Regions from separate parts of the Arabidopsis thaliana genome. Here region 2 is linked to region 1. A link is a contact called in public targeted proximity ligation data. All regions are on one chromosome and are shown on one strand. The core of a region is the stretch at or near the end of the contact, and the rest is flanking DNA. Distances in the headings are between cores, read along the strand shown.

Region 1 (3,845 bases), core at 809-3,308:
AGTACCTTAGAGGGATCAATGGTTGTAGTAGAACTCGAAGAGGTCTCAATGACAGATTCCGAGATTCTAGCTTCTGATTTCTCGTTCGAGTAACTGAAATCAAGAAAAGAAGAAGATACCACAGAAAAGAAAACGATAGATATTAGAGACGTTCTTCGTCTTCTCAACCCAAGAATGTAACAAGAGAGTTAAAAGAAGATTGATACTCACGTCGAAAGTATAGTGACCCAAATAAGCTCCACGCAATCTACCCAGAGAAGTCGTTGTTCTACTGGGACCAAACCGTATGTGATCAAATGAGCAAATGGCCAAAGCTTCCAACCTGCCTGCATTCATATCAAAGTATGTTTAATCTTGAATCTTGAAGATACAGATGAAATACAGGAAGGACGGCTACTTACTGTTAGCATAGGCAAGAACGTAGCTTTTAGTTCTTTGAAGATGCTGATAGGCGATTCGAAACGCAGGAAACCAAGAACCGTGAAGTAAATACTGTTCCATATAGCTGACCAGACTGTTTGATCAAAGGCAACTTTCACAGGAACCACCCACCAATCTTGAAACGGGAAAAGCTCTTCACAGAACTGGTAATAGAAATGCGATAACGAGCCATGGAGAGTGAAACCTACTAGTCCTGATCTCAATGTTCTTGCTCTATCAATTTCAAACAACGGTTTGCCTTCGTAACACTGGACAGAAAGATCACAAATGTTATCAAAACGATTCAAATTCATAGCAACAGGGGAAAGAAGAGAAACAAAACAAAACAAAAACCTGAGCTATCCAATCTCCTACAGAGTAGACAACTCCACTAATGACCATTTTTGCTAGAACCGGGTTTTGCTTTAGCGCTTCTTCGTAAGCAATCCAGTTATGTTGAGGAGCATATCTTAGTATCTCAAACAGAGTCCATCCCTGAGATTGCAAAACCACAACAAACAAGTTCAAATACTCATACAAATCAAATCAAACATAGTACTCAAATAATATTGTAAACAGTGAAGACGAATAACTCAAAAATATCTAAGTCACAATCTTTGTGATGGAAAACAAAGGAGCATCAGGGAAAGTCACTCAAGCAACATCAAAGCCACAATCTTTGTGATGGAAACAAGAGAGCAATAGCACTAATCACTCCAAAAAACATCAAAGTCATAATCTTTGTGATGGAAACAAGTGAGCAATAGCACTAATCACTCAAGCAACATCAAAGTCACAATCTTTATGATTGAAACAATAATGCAATAGCACTAATTACTGAAGCAACATCAAATTCAATACTTACATGCCAATAATCATGATCGATGGTAAGCAATTTGGTAATAGCGTAAGAACCAGCAGCTAAAACAATCGTAGCGTTAATGGTTCGATCGATCATCTTCTCCATTTCTTCGTTCTCTCTTCTCTTTTCATCTCCTAAATCAGCTCCCGAAGAAGAAGAAGAAGGAAACCCTTCTAACGAAAGCTGACCTTCACTCGTCGCAGCACTAAAACCTACAACAACCGATTCATTACCATCAACCGCCGTCTCAGTGCTCATCACTACCACCGAACCTTCCTCATGGTCGGTCCGATCTCGGCTCTGAACCGGAATCAGGTCGATTTCGTCACGGATCAATGCGCACGAAACGCAATTCCTCTGTTTGTTTCTCAGTAGAATTTGGGAACGGTGAGGTTTTAGAGATGGTTTGGAGAGAGGAAGGAAGCTACGTGGTGAGATTGAAGTGTGGAGTGAAGCAGCAGCCATGGCGGAGACAGAGTTGACTCGGTGGTGACGACTCAGAGAGTCAGACTCGCTTCGGTTTCTCCGAGTTGGGGGAATTTGAAACGGACGTTATCTTATATTTGTGTGAGCCGTGAAGATTCCACCACGTAGCTTATGTTCCGCTACGGTTATATTACGGTGTTTGAACTAAATCTAACGGTTGTGATTCGTTTTTTGACTTATCAATATGTTTGACGTCGAAGATGAACGGCTACGATTAATAAATTCTGGAAAGTTTCGGTGTGATCGAGAAGTTCTTGTTTTAACCGAATAGAAGATTCTTCGGATTAGAGGATGAGAGTACTACTGTGTCCACAAGTACTCTTACAAGATTCTTCTCAATAATAATAATAATTATTTTTTGTTGTGCAAATGCTGAAAATATTTATGACCATAAGATTTTAAATAATATAATATCCTTAAATCAATATATGTGATAAAGATAAATAATAATATCCTTAAATCAATATCTGTATCATGAACCCAAAATTCAAAATTGGAGGTAAATGAGACTTTTATATTGTTTAAGGATATTATATTATTTAAAATCTTATGGTTATAAATAATAATGAGTTTGTTAACACTATATATAAATGTAAATGTCACGTTATTGCAATACCGACCTTAGCTCAGTTGGTAGAGCGGAAGACTGTAGTCTTTGACAGATAATCTTTAGGTCGCTGGTTCGATTCCGGCAGGTCGGATCTTTTTTATTTATTAAATTAATGTATCTCTCTCGTTTGGCCCAGTAAGGCCCAGCCCATCATTATGGTTATTAACTTAGCTAGTCTTTATTTTCGCAAGGATTTAACTATTTAACCATAGGCCATAGCAAATTAATAAATCTATCAACTCAATTACATCTGACAGGTTTGATGCGATGATACAAAAAATAAGGTAAACAATATTGATTTCAGAATATTGTTCAGTTTATGTGGTAGAACGAAGAAGATTAAACTAGTCCCAACTTTATAAGATTTACGAATTTAAACGAAATGTTTCTTGCCAGATAATTTTCAATCTTTTTGACCTAGACGCAAACTATTTTAACATAGATTGAGGTGACTGATTTATGTAATGCTGGAGAATTATCAATAAACACGTTAAATCAAGTGGTTGTAATAGTATAGTCATCGTTATTAATTGTATGTTAGGTTCAACGTTTTATATTTCCTAAATGATGATTTTTCTTTGAAAGCAAGCAACCATATTCATACAAAAAATATCGTCATTAATAGTTTATGGTCTTGTTTTATATATTTGTCTGCATATGACATAGTCATAGTCATTTATGGAAGAGAGGAGACTTAGGATGGGCAAAGATTCAAATTCAACATTTTCTAAATTAATTAGTACAGAAGCTATTGCCACAAACTGAATAACAAAACTAAAGTTCTCAACTATAATGATGCAGACATTTGCACAAGAAATTAAACCAATCATATTATCTCCATAACCATAAACCACTACTTGAAACACATTAGCTTAGAGACATTTTTTTCGTCTTCTTGATTTTAATATGATTGAAGTTTCGATTCTAAATTTATAATACATATTGTCCTAACCTTTTCAACATCTACATTGAATGTTTTAATAATATTCAACAATATAAAGTTTGCCATTACCTGCCCGGTTGCCGTTTATCACCGAAACTATATTGTACTATGAACTAATAAATGCAAATATTGTTGGTGAAATGAGGAAGAAAAAACACGTAACTAATCCATCAATAACAAAAGATTGAAAATTGAGGAGGAGAGTTTTTCTCATGACCCATGTTTCTGATAAGGGCAATGGCAATGACAATGACATACTCAACATCCAACTGTTTTGTCCACGTGTCTGCTACTCACACTTTCTTCATGACACAAAGCCTTTGCCGCTAAGGAAATTCATAATGTGACAATTAATACGGAGCTAGAGACTTTGTACCTACGTACCTCCTTTTCCCTATAATATTATTACATAACAAACTACAATTATTTTACGTTACAATGTAAGTATAAGTGTGTAACAGTGTAAGGAAGTAGAAAACTGAATTTTGTTTTGCAATCACTGTAAATGAGTAATATACTACACA
Region 2 (3,845 bases), core at 819-3,318, 52 kb before region 1:
TCTTTCTTGACACGCCTCAGTACTTCACCAATGTGCTCAGATGCATCTTCCAGGTTTGTAACTCTTACCTATAAACCAAAATTATGAATATGTAAGATAATTAATCAATGGGTTTGAGCAAAGGTGAACCAAAAGTTTTCAAGGCATTTGCGTGTAATACGTGGAAGAAAAGACTGATAATACAAGATACATACCACTCCCTTGAGAACAATATCTGTCTCGGTATCACGGCTCTGGTAAACAACTCCAGGACAATCAATCAAGAAAATCCTCTTAGTGAGTGTGATGTATTGCCAGACCTTAGTCTCTCCTGGAATTGGAGCAACCTTGCAAACCTAAAGAAGAGACAGAGGAAGGAGATATGTGAGCAATAGTAAATTGGCAATTAGGGATTCACTGAAGTAGCAAAGAAGTTCATACATTTTTAGTACGCAGCGTGTTGATAACTGATGATTTCCCAACATTCGGATACCCAACAAATCCCACAGATATGGCTTGCTTGTCACTCTTTAGACGAGCAAACTGCCTCAAAACTGAGAGAAGTGACCCCTGAAATCAGCCATCATTTGGTGAACATACATTAAGAAAATAACATAGGATGATAATAAGACTTCAAAAATATAAAATACAAGTCAATGATCAGAGGATCTTTAAGGAGATAAATTATCGATGAAGTACCTTTCCGAAAGACTTGTTAACACTTGCATGGAATGCTAGAGTTGGATATTCCTTTGATAATACTCTCAACCATCCTTTAGTGGCCCAAGCCGGAACCAGATCACACTTTAAGAAAAAGACACATTAAGATAACTAGTAAGCATCTTTCACACTAGGAACAGTCAACTTAAGCTAGCTGAGTTTCCAAATATGAAAACAACTAACCTTGTTCAATAATAGAATCATGTGTTTATGCTTGTGATGCTCTTTCAAAGTTTTCTCTAAATGATGACACCTAGTACCTTGTGGATCCCTAGCATCAATAACCTGTCACACGAAATACAAATAAGCCAGAGAAAGAAAACTACAAAATCTCTTTCATTAACTTGAACCGTGAATAGAAACATACCTGGACAATTACATCAGAGGAGTCTATGACTTTGTAAAGTTCCCCCCAAATACGCTTGCTCTGTCCCTTTTCAAACATAGTATGCCTCACAAGGTCTCTAAACCCGTCCTCTTCTTCTCCTCCTTCACCAGAAGGACCTGCCCCATTCTTCTCCTCAAATGCATCTTCAAAATGAACCAAAATGTCCCAAATGAATACATAATGCATCATTTTATTACAACAAGGTCAAAAATAGCCCAAATTACCCTGAGATTCAGCTGCCTTCTTCACCAAGGCTTCATAATCAGAAGCAACCAGCTTTGGTCGCTTTCTTTTAGTCTTCCTTCCAAAAGCATCTTGAAAGGGCTCCATGTCCAGCAAATGAACTCTCGATTGCTTAACAAAGAAACACCAAAACCAATCAAAAATCGAAACTTTAACACCTTTGATAATCTAAATTCAACAAAGTTAAAAAATTTACCTTCTTGTTATCAGTTAAAAGAGACATAGGCAACTTCCTCTCCTTCAAAATCACATTGTAATTACTAGACATCTTAGTCTGAAGCTCTTCTCTAAAGTACTCAAGCTCTTTCTGATTCACAACACGAGTGTTCCCTATACAATAACACATCAACAGAAAATCAGATGACTATGAAAATCAATTGAGTGACATAAATTCTCACGAAAATCTGAAACTCACCAAACCATCGTCGATCAGGTGCGATTCGTGAGTTGGGTAATTCCTTTGACTGGTACTCGTTGCTAAGGATTTTACCACCGGCGTTTCTCTTAGGTCTAGTCTTGTACATCTTAAGCCGGTTAACTGTGGATTTGGACCGGGTTTCGGTGGTTTTCTTTTTGCCATCAGCACGATTCGCATCGAGCGAATGCTTTGGTTTACCGGAAACATTCGCTTTCTTCTCCTTCTTCACCATCTCTGATTTTTGTTTTCCTTAACGGCGAACGATGGAAGAGAAGAAAGAAACAGAGGAGGAAGAAGAAACAGAGTGGCTTCGAGTGTTTTTGCTAGGGTTTGCTGTGAGTCTCCTCTTAAAATGGGCTTCAATGGTTTTGGCCCAAAAGGCCCATAGGCCCATAGGCCCATTATAACACAAAAGCCCCTTCTAAGTCTATGCATTTGGCGTGAACATGAAAAAATGTGTATAAACTGAAATGTGACTTAATTATTAATCAAGTAAGTAACATATGTAAACATGTCAAAAAAATCAAACAATCCTTTAATGACCAGAAACATAAAAAGCTAGTCGTTACTCGTTACAAATTAATAAACCATTAAAAGGCTACTTCGTTAAAGCTTTTCTTCTTCATTACAAGAAAAAGAAAATGGAGAAAGCAATTCTCATAACGTTTCTCATAGCCACCACATCGATGGTTTATCAAACTATTGGTCAAGAAGAAGAGATCAGTCCAATATCTCCTGAATCATTGGCATACGAACCCGCTGCAGCTTACGAGTACGACCACGAACTCCTAAGCCACATGACGACCCGGCGCATCAAATTTCTCCAAGATTGTTCGGATAAAATGAGCTCGAAATGCAATGTTGAGATGACGGAAGGATTGATCGACGACAAGCCCGTTTCGGAGGATTGTTGTGTGAACTTTTTGAAGATTGGAAGAGAATGTCACGAAGGATTGATGACTTTTGTGTTCGCCACTTATGAGCTAAAAGATGTTGCTTCTGCGATTCTTCCTAGGAGCAAACGGATGTGGAATAAATGTGTTGAGACCACTGCTGCTAAGATTGGTGCTCCTCTCGCTTTTGAAACTTGATTTTTAAGTTAATGATCATAAAAAGTTATATTTATCCAATTATACATACACTAGATCATAACCCGTGCTATACAGCACGGGCATTAATATTTTTCATGAATAAAATTGAATACTTTGTTTTAATTATCTAAGTGTAAAAGTGATGCTATAATATGTTTTACTTTTATTACTATTTGAATATAATGATTAATGTTGCATTAGATTGTCTTTGTTTTAAAATATCGTATTTATATTAAATATATAATATTTAGTTTATATTAAATGTGAAAATTTTGTATCCAAGCTATATTACGTATTTTATTTGGAAAGAAAAATGATTTGTTTGTTTGAGAACATATAGTTTTTGGCCCAACTTTGAATTTGTTTATGTATTGTGTGTTGGTTTTAGTCGTGGGCCTAATATGGTCTAATGAAGATATATAGGCTCTAGATTCTATTATGTCTAATTTAATTATTTACAAATTTAATAAATAAAAAACTATACCTAAAACTGAATGGAATGCTGACAAAAAAAAATTGTTTGGAAATTACATGACTTCCTATGACTGCGGCTTCTTACGACCATCAAAATCCAATAGCTCTATTTAAAGATTATACATGAAAGGTAAGTAGTATATTATATATTGCTGTTCGAGAATCCAATTACTCTATTTAAAGATTGAAAAAGCTACTTATATGTTTAAGACAGCTTAAGGTTTAACTTGTTATATTATCAAGTAAGTTCTCTTAAGAAGAACTCTAATCTGTTACAAATTTAAATGCAGGTTTGCACCAGCTGAAGCTTTTGGATTAGTGTAAATCTATATAAGAAGGACAAACTAAACATGAAGTAGCAGGCGACATCAACTTCAGATCCTAATATGTGTATAAAGGTTAGCACCTGATTCCTAAAATCTTATTTTGAATGGATGATGTTGACTGCGTCATGTATTTATATAGTAAAGAAATATTCAATCTCATATTCGAATATTAGACATAATCAGAGTAATAAAGAAATTAAAAAACC

Evidence for each region.
Region 2: a contact with region 1 is called in a targeted proximity ligation map of shoot, with 10 read pairs. A contact is called at or near these places in 4 of 26 Hi-C or Micro-C datasets (callus and root), 1 of 2 datasets of targeted methods (shoot) and 1 of 3 other capture datasets (root).

Annotation. Positions count from the first base shown.
Region 1 is chr1:19,683,758-19,687,602 of TAIR10.1, reverse strand. It overlaps AT1G52870 (Peroxisomal membrane 22 kDa (Mpv17/PMP22) family protein), which reads right to left and starts at 2,058. Exons shown (of 6, transcript NM_104164.6): 1 at 1,286-2,058; 2 at 775-915; 3 at 402-689; 4 at 211-326; 5 at 6-93. The coding sequence starts at 1,747. It overlaps AT1G52860 (a tRNA gene), which reads left to right and starts at 2,384; the gene lies at 2,384-2,469.
Region 2 is chr1:19,735,628-19,739,472 of TAIR10.1, reverse strand. AtNug2 (GTP-binding family protein) reads right to left here and starts at 2,068. Exons shown (of 11, transcript NM_104176.4): 1 at 1,746-2,068; 2 at 1,527-1,660; 3 at 1,312-1,441; 4 at 1,067-1,230; 5 at 883-984; 6 at 679-783; 7 at 421-549; 8 at 195-335; 9 at 1-68. The coding sequence starts at 1,980. DD11 (downregulated in DIF1 11) reads left to right here and starts at 2,390. Exons shown (of 1, transcript NM_104175.2): 1 at 2,390-2,991. The coding sequence starts at 2,390. The coding sequence ends at 2,839.